Linked DNA regions of Mus musculus: region 1 is linked to region 2. A link is a contact called in public Micro-C data. All regions are on one chromosome and are shown on one strand. Each heading gives the region's core, a stretch centred on a gene start, on an enhancer-like site or on the middle of the called end of the contact. The rest is flanking DNA. Distances are from core to core; before and after follow the strand shown. Region 1 has its middle 46 kb from the start of 2410004P03Rik. Region 2 holds the start of E2f6 (E2F transcription factor 6).

The links. Hi-C and Micro-C count contacts between places; a contact is called where the count stands out from the background.
Region 1: a Micro-C map of the HL-1 cell line shows a contact between it and region 2, with 2.8 times the contacts expected there. The contact joins the enhancer-like site here to the promoter of E2f6 in region 2. A contact is called at or near these places in 11 of 39 promoter capture datasets (the 3T3-L1 cell line, 3T3-L1-derived adipocytes, the C10 cell line and 6 more), 5 of 484 Hi-C or Micro-C datasets (the 3T3-L1 cell line, B cells, the HL-1 cell line and 2 more), 1 of 115 datasets of contacts at active chromatin or transcription factors (bone marrow-derived macrophages) and 2 of 9 other capture datasets (adipose tissue and liver).

The regions. Positions count from the first base shown.
Region 1 is chr12:17,055,359-17,059,961 of GRCm38.p6, forward strand. No RefSeq gene overlaps it. Among named protein-coding and RNA genes, the nearest start is that of 2410004P03Rik, 46 kb to the left of the region's middle. Within about 2 kb of position 1,828, at least 14 of the 459 cell types and tissues checked have an H3K27ac peak or open chromatin away from gene starts, as enhancers often do. A contact at or near this core is called in the HL-1 cell line, where this site is marked.
Region 2 is chr12:16,808,125-16,812,424 of GRCm38.p6, forward strand. E2f6 (E2F transcription factor 6) reads left to right here and starts at 2,841. Exons shown (of 7, transcript NM_033270.2): 1 at 2,841-3,191. The coding sequence starts at 3,084.

The DNA.
Region 1 (4,603 bases), core at 578-3,077, 250 kb after region 2:
ACAGTTAAAAGAAACGAGAGTAAGTCACTGTACTAACGAACTAAAGGAGACAAAGCTATAGGTTGATCTCTAAAGATGAGGAAGAAGAATCTACAAAATCCAACAATCACTTTGTATAAGTGCTCTTAGATAAGGTATCCAGGAGAAGATTCTTAGCATCCCACTTGATGCTAAGTGTTACTGAGTCCCCACCTCCAGTCTTGAAGCTTGGCAGTAGTCATCTTTACCCTCTGAGCCACTTTTCTAGTTCTGGAAATATTTTTTAACTTACTTTTTCCTCTGCCAAATCATAACTTAAAATATTAATTCTGTATTTTATACACACACACACACACACACACACACACACAAGTACTTCTATCATATTCACCTCTCTAATTCCCCCTTCTTCTCAGCACACCCCCCTTTTAATGACCCTCTGAGTTTAATGGCTGCTTGCCCATGTAAGGATTTGGAGCTAGATGCTAGAGTTTGGGTAACTTACCAGCTGGAGAAAAGTGACTCCAGCAGCAGTCACCCACCTATAACTCCTCACGGGAGGTGGAGCCTGGTGAGCCACTCCCCTGTCTTTGCTGGAGTTTTGACTGGCTTGGACTTGTGTAGGTCTTGGGCAGGTAGCCAGAGCTGCTGTGTGATGGTGAGTGTGGCCGCCATGACACATCCTGGAGACCGCTTTCCCTGGCCCTCTTCCCATCCTGTGGTCCACGATGCTCCCTGAGTGTCAGGAGACCATCTTCTAGTTACCTGTGTCCTCTGAATATATCATACTCTTTTGCTGTGTATGGCTTGTGATGGTTTTGGCTTGAGTCTTATAGTGGGTGACACTTAGGAACATCAGAGTTATTTCTTCCTGGGAAATTAAAAATTAAAAATCAAGCCCGGTGGTGGTGACACGTGCCTTTAATCCCACACTCGGGAGGCAGAGGCAGTGACTCTCTTGAGTTTGAGGCCAGCCTGGTCTACAAAGAGAGTTCCAGGATAGCCAGGGCTACACACAGAGAAACCTGTCTTGAAGAATAAACAAACAAACAAACAAACAAAAAGAAAGAAAGAAAGAAAGAAAATAAATCCCAAAGTATGTGTATGTGTGTGTACATATATGTGGGCATGTACATGTGAATGCTGGTGCCTTCAGAGGCCAGAGATAACAAATCCCTGGAGCCGGGAGTCATAGGTGGCTGTGACCCACCATGTGGATTCTGGGAACTGAACTTGGGTCCTTAGAAAAGAAAAGCAACTGTTCTTAACTGCTGAGCCACCTCTGCAGCTCCACAGACATAATTTTACTTTTCTGTCTCTGTGCTAAGGATCGGCTCTTTCCCTGCAAAGGACAGGGTGCCTCTGTCTACCCTGGCTCCTGTGGGTGCTGTCCAGAGCACTCTGGGGGCAGGTCCTCCCTTGCCTACATGGTATATGGTGGTTGTTTTGAACTAAGAGCTGAACTTGATTATGAACCATGCTTACCTTCCAAGCCATCCCCTGAAAGCTCAGCTTTATGGGACAGACTCTGCAGGAGCAATCACTGTGTAGGTGGGGGACATATTCCAATGTCTCCCACACAGCCAGCCTTTCAGTTGTTTGGGTTTTTTTTGTTGTTGTTGTTGTTCTTTTGTTTTGTTTTTTTTTTTACCACCATTATAATCTTCTGACTCAAACCTATCTGATGCACATTAAGCCTTTGAAATTAGGAGTCACATTGATGTTCAAACTCATCACTGGCCAATAGGTGACTTTTCAGGCTCACGCTGCGGTACTGCCTGGCCCCAGTTTTCCCTGATAACTTCCGGGCCTCTGGAATGGCAAGACGCTCCATCCTGCCTGGAAACCACTCTCTAAGGATTCCTGACTCACGAAGATAGGAATTAGTACTTAGGACCACAATCTTGTGCTGGGTGCTTATTACTCTGGGATTAGTCATTGTTTTCAGTGGGAAGAGCTAGCAAATTACAGACCCGCACAGTTTTTGTTAAACTCGTGGATCTTACATCTGCCCCTCCTCATTCTATTCCAAAGAACGCAAGATCTACTGACTGCCTCTTAACCATACCCCATCCTTTATTCTGCAAAACCCCACATAGGTTCCATAATAGTTCGAGAACCGTACTTACTGCCAACAATGAAAAGCAAAAGGTTTGCACTTATTTTTTTCCTTTCAAAGAGGGCAGCTAGCTCCTTTGTTCAGAGGTTCTACCCCACTAGGTGGGTGGCTAAGACTGCTTTTTAAAACCGGATGGGTTACTGCCTGGCCCAAGGAGAGGCCACACCCCAGGAACAGTGAAGTTTGTAGGTTCCATTCTCCTGTTGATGTGAAAGGAATGCTCTTTGAAGCTTAGTGCTACTTTAAAAGATGTAAAATATTGCTATCAAAGCTATAAAACAGCCACCTTCAAGGACTTCTAACTTTGTTTTCACTTCCCCTCAGCTCTCCTGTAAGTAACAATAGTTAATATTTTATTACTTTCCTTTAATTTGAAAAAAAAATTGTAAGTACAGGGTGCTGGAGAAATGGCTGCGGTCATGAATGCTTGCTGCTAAATTGTACGCCTTGGATATGAGCACTCACATCACGTGGTTCACAAACACCTGTAACCCTGCTCCACAGAGACTCAGGCATCCGCACACACAATGTGCGTCCATACCCACAGATTCACAGACACGTGTACACACACATCATTAAATGAATGAATTAATGAATGAGCACCCGCTTTCCTTTCTTAGATCAACTGTCTCCTTGCTTATTAACAATAAATGCCCACATGTGGGGTACAGAGCCCATACTAAGGCATGTCACAGCTCAGCATCAGTTTGTGCTCTTTCTGAAACTGCCACCCATTTTATTAGATCAGTGTTTGAGTCTCTTCCACTATGACAGGGCTGTGATGGTGACATTGGGAGTTTGTCTTGCCTTTGAGGGAAAACCTATCCCTCAGATTTATTTACAAATTTTGTTTGTTTATGTACGTGTTTGTTTAATTACTTTAGACAGGATCTCAAGAAACCCAGGCTGGCTTTGAACTTTCTACATAGGTGAGTCAAACTTTGAACTCCAGTTTCTTCTACCTCCACCTCTGCGGTTCTGAGACACCCCACCTACCTGACTTTTCTACTTTTTCATGTGTAAATGTAAATGTACTTGAGTTAATCTTTCATTCATTTTTTTTTTCTGGATTTTGAGCTACTGCTTTTCTGTTGTTTGTGCGACCGTTTGAGTGAGAAATGTTGCCCACAGGCTCAGATATTTGAACACTTGGTTATCCTCTTTGGGGAGTTTTCGGCGGTGCAGCGTTACTGAAGGAAGTGCGTCACCAGGGACGGGCTTTGGGAGTTTAAATCTCAGGGCACGTCCTATTCTTTTTCTCTGGTTTGTGTTTGTAGTTCAAGACAAGTTCTCTGAGCTTCCACTTCCTTGTGCCACGCCCACTGTTTGCTGCCACCTCACACAGTTGGCATTTTGTGATTTTCTTCCTGACAAGCTCGCACTATATAGCCCAGGCTACTCTTGACTCTACTACACTGCCTCAGCCTCTCAACTGTGGGGATTATGGGTGTGCGCACCTCACAAGGCTGAGGCATTGCTAAGAAAGCTTCCAGGTTTGGACTTTACCTATGTTTTGTTCTATGAAGACTTTTGTGTGTATATATATTTTGGAGAAGTGAACCCAGTCTTGTATTAGTCTAATGTTTATGCATATATAATCATTTCACTTTTTAAAAAGCTGTTCTTGGGACTGGAGAGGTGGCTCCGTGGTTAAGAGCACTTGCTGTTCTTGTAAAGGTCCTGGCTTCAATTCCCAGCATCCACATGGCCATTTACAACCAGCAGTAACAACTTATTCCTGGGATCCTACTTTGTCTTTTGGGTTCTGTAGGAACTAAGAATGCATGCATACAGGAGAACCTCATAAGCGTATATTTTTTTAAAAGTTGATCTTACGTATTTGGTATTTGGGAGTGTCAGATGGAGTGGAGACAGGAAGGTGAGGGATGGATACTACCAAGATACATTGTTTACATATACAAAATTGTCAAAGTACAAAGGGATATTATTTTAAAAGAAGCTGACCTTTTCACTAGAGACTTCAAATGCTGGCTTTATTTTCTACTACACATGGGTGTCTAGTTTAATTCCTCTGGTTTAGGCCTGGGTCTGTGATTTCGTGCACTAACACGAGCTGGGATCGGATTCTAGGATCCTGTCATCATGTTCCTCTCCAGCCTGTGAAGAATTAGTGTCTCAGTTTGGAGCTGAGATGAAAGGATGGACCATGTAGAGACTGCCATATCCAGGGATCCACCCCATAATCAGCATCCAAACGCTGACACCATTGCATACACTAGCAAGATTTTATCGAAAGGACCCAGATGTAGGTGTCTCTTGTGAGACTATGCTGGGGCCTAGCAAACACAGAAGTGGATGCTCACAGTCAGCTAATGGATGGATCACAGGGCTCCCAATGGAGGAGCTAGAGAAAGTACCCAAGGAGCTAAAGGGATCTGCAACCCTATAGGTGGAACAACATTATGAACTAACCAGTACCCCGGAGCTCTTGACTCCAGCTGCATATGTATCAAAAGATGGCCTAGTCGGCCATCACTGGAAAGA
Region 2 (4,300 bases), core at 1,591-4,090:
AGTTAGAGCTCCTGACCTACAGCCCAGCACCCGAAAGATGCTCAAACAACGCTGGGATGATTAAACCTCAGGCTACAGCCCCATGACTGGGCTTTTCTGTGACTGAGGGAACAGCTGTTCTCCTTTTCCCCAGATGGGTGTGCTCAAGCTCTTTCATTAGCCTGGAGTGCCTAAGTCACACCCCTTTGCTGGCCTAATTCTTTTTGACTGTAGAAAATATGGTCAGTTTTCAACAAGCTGCTCAAGGGTCCAAATACCAATGAATTATCCAGCTGTGAACTCAAACCATGTCTCTAGCACTCACTAGCTAGCTCCTTGGGGTAAATTTTGTAATCTTACTGATCTTCGATTTTCTGATCTGTAAACTGGGAAGAAAACTATTCTTCAGGACTTGCTGGCAGCAGAAACTTGTATTTTGTTGTTGCTTTGGTTGTTTAAGACATGGTCTCTCGCTATGTAACCCTGGCTGATCTCTAGCATCTGGTGGTCCTACTTCAGTGTCCAGAGTGTTGTTATTCTGAGCATACACTACCATGCTTGGTCATACCTTCAGATCTGAAATGAGAGTCACATGAACAAAGGTATAGAGAGGGTTTGGCATTCAACAGAGGATGGAGAAAGGGGTCTTAAAATTAGCCATGCCTGTTTTCCAGCATTGGATCTCTCCGAACTCCTTGTGGTAGAGTCTTTCCTAGTTGCTCTGAGAAACTCTCCACTCGTGCATAAAATGTGCTCTTTCTCTTCTAGAGATGACCTCTCCACAGTTGTATTCTACTTCTACCAATCTTCGGCAAACATTTACTGAGCGCTTGCTACCTGCCATGCTCCAAGCTTAACACTGGAGATCCCAAGAGGATCAAAGACCTCTGACACACCCCCCCCCCTTAAGATGGTATCGGACCCCTAGAAATGTAAAATCTAGTGGGAGCCAACTTCTTCCAAAAGCCTCTTCCGCCCTCACTAAGTCCCAGGTCTCACTCCCGCAGCTTCCTTCCAGCCTGGAAGTTGCGCATTGTGTTACCCTTTCATTCAAACACATAGCGGCTAGAGCTGTGGCTCTGGAGTTAAGAGCACTTCTGCCTTTCCAAGAGGGCCAAAGCATCCATCTCTAGCCATTTGCAACTTCAGCTCCTGGGGAGCCAGAAGCCTCAAGCCTCTGAAAGCATTGCAGTTCATGTGCACAAACCCATACACACACATAATTTAAAAATAAGTGAAAGGGGCCAAAGAGATGGCTCAGTGGTTAAGAGCACTGACTGTTCTTCCAGAGAACCCAGGTTTAATACCCAGCAACCACCTGGTGGCTTACAACTGTCTGTAATTCTAGTGTCAGAGAACATGGTGTCCACACACAGACATGCAGGCAGGCGAAACATCAAACCACACTGCAAAGGAATTTTAATCCAGCATCATGGCTACTCTGACAAGGGATCACATCCAAGACTCTCTAAGTCTACATGATCTGGCCAAATGCAGACACTCTCTGGATTATAGTACATTCTGGCTGGAATACAGACACCTTCATACACCCTTTAATCCCTAGCAATGAAGGTAAGGTTGGTTTTTAGAAGAAAGCAGACATGTTTAAAAGTAGCATCTAACTAAGGGCAGACAAAGTGAGGAATCAGAGAAAGATTTGACAGAATGAGTCAGAGGATATGCCCAACTCACAAGAGAACAGGGCAGGAAAGAAGCTACTTAAGAAAGGGAGGTGGCAGTTTACTGGGGCAATTTTACAGAGACAGGTTTTTGAGAGAACAAGCTAGTAACTTCGATCAGTAAGAACTCTCCACATTACAAATTTAGAAACTAAGGCACAGAACGACTTTTAGAAACTGGCTTAAGACCTTACAATTTGAAAAGATACCTATGGCTCCAGGTCACTTACTTCTCTTTTCTTTTCTCTTTCTAATTTAGTTTCTGTGCATAGAAGTTTTGCCTACATGTATGACTGTCTAACATGTTAACATGTCCGTGCCTGGTGCCTGTGGAGACCAGAAAAAGAGCATTAAATCCCCCTGGGCCTGGAGGTAACATATGGTTGTGAGCCACCCTGTGGGTGATGGGAATTGAACTCAGGTCCTCTGGAAGTTCTCCTAAACTTAGCCAGTGCTCCTCTCCCAGCCCGTTAAACTGTTTTATCTTTCTCCTCCATTGGATTCTGATATCCAGTCTATTATATTCAAAACAGTATCTTCTTGAGCCAGCCCAATACCTGATATAATAATAAGTAATCAAAAACTGATACAGAGCCGGGCAGTGGTGGTACACGCCTTTAATCCCACTTGGGAGGCAGAGGCAGGCGGATTTCTGAGTTCGGCTACACAGAGAAACCCTGTCTCGGAAAACCAAACCAAAAATAAAATAAAATAAAACTGATATAGAGGGTAAAGTTTGTGGTTTTGGGACAAATTCTACTCTCACTACGAACTTTAGCTGACTTCGAATTCAAACACGTGATCTCCCTGCCTGGGCCTCTGTGGAGCTTGGCTTTGAAGCTTGCACCTTCTGGTCCCTCCAAGATGGCTTGTTTCATGAGCATGTGCTAAGCACCTTTAGATGACTGATGGGAGCCCCACCATCATCGCCCCGGGGCACTCAGAACCTGCAGTCCGCTGGTTGGGACTAGAGAGCGCCTGCTCCGATCCCCCGGAATCCCTGCTCCACCTCTTTTCTTCCCCCAACCCATCCCACCACACACACCCCCACCCCCCGCCGCCGCCATCCTCTCCAAGGATCCATCCTCCGGAACACCCGGGCGTCGGCAGCGGGCGAGGACCGGTGTGCGCGGGAGATCTAACGGACGGCGCTGCGCATGTGCAAACGCGGGTGCACTGCGCATGCGGAAAGATGGCCGGCCAGGGAACCTGAGCGCCTCCGCGGTCACCCTGGTCCCCTCCGAGCCTACCCTGACCCCCTCTGCGCCTGGGCTCATCGCTGCGCGAGTGGGACCGCGGCGCTTCGTGGGTGGAGCCGCAGTGCTCCGTGGGTGGAGCGGGCGGCGCTGAAGGGGCCGGGAACGCGCGCGCCGAGCCTCCGGGGAAGGCGGGAGGGCGCGTGGGGCGCGAGGGGCGCGGGACAGCATGAGTCAGCAGCGGACGGCGCGGAGACAGCCCAGCCTGCTGGTGGACCCGGCGCAGGAAACGGTGCGCCGGCGTTGCCGAGACCCCATCAACGTGGAAAACCTACTGGTGAGCGGGGACCCGGGCCACGGGAGGTCAAGTGCTGTGGGACGCGCTCCTTGCATCGGGCCCTCTGCACAGTGTCGCTTGCTGCCCCGGGGCTCTCCCTGCAACTCCCAATTCTTGAACCGCCCTTTGCTTTTTAAATGTTTCTATTGGATTTTTCTTACTTTGTGTTGGGGTGGGGGCCGCGAGCGCGTGGATTCCACGGGGCACGTGTAGAGTTTAGAAGGCAACTTGGGGCAGTCTGTTCCATGCTTCCAGCCTTGTGGTTCGCGGGATGGAACTCTGGTAGAGTTTGTAAAGCTCGGTGGCAAGTGCCTTAACCAACTGGGCGATCTTGCCTGTCCATCTTTGCTGTCTGACAGGGGAAATGAAAGAGTGAGAAAGTTCCCTCCGTTCCGTGCTTCCCACCTTTCTCAGGGTCCCTGCTGGATTCTTCCTTTGTCCGTTTCTCCTGATCGCTGTTTTCTCAGCAAGGCAAGCTGTATCCAAGCCATTCTGGCGGGTCCTGTGCCATGAGCATTGTCTTGTCTGACTCCTTGGAGCAACCTTGAGATAGTTATTTTTAGAGTTTGTCAGAACTGACCCAGAGATGTGTGTACAGAGATGTCTGGCCTTGGGGCTAGGTAATGAGGAAACTGGGAAGACCCTCAGAATGACTGCAAGTGACAGCCTTTCCCAAACTTCTCTCTCTCTCTCCCTCTCTCTCTCTCTCTCTCTCTCTCTTTAAGTAATTTCTGCTCAGTTTCCACCTGATCTTGCATTACCACCCAGCACTGTGCTGGGGACTCTAGTCCTAAGCACTTGGTAAGATTGTTGTAAATAAGATCCGTAGGTCACTGATGGTTTTGTCAATTACAGTATTCGTTTCACACCCTATCTTGTGTCATAACTAACCACTCACTTTTGGCTGAGAACTCTTTGTTGTGTTTTTGACAGCCATGGTGGGTCCCCTTGTCCCCTTCGCCTTCCTTTTCAGACACGTGGGTGTCATCCAGGATTCTCTACAGTTTGTTCATGTAGGTGACCGCTCACTACTGCTAACTTGTGGCCTGTGATCATGGTAGGTTTTTTTTTTTTTTTAAGGATTTGATAGACGCTCTAAATGAAAACCG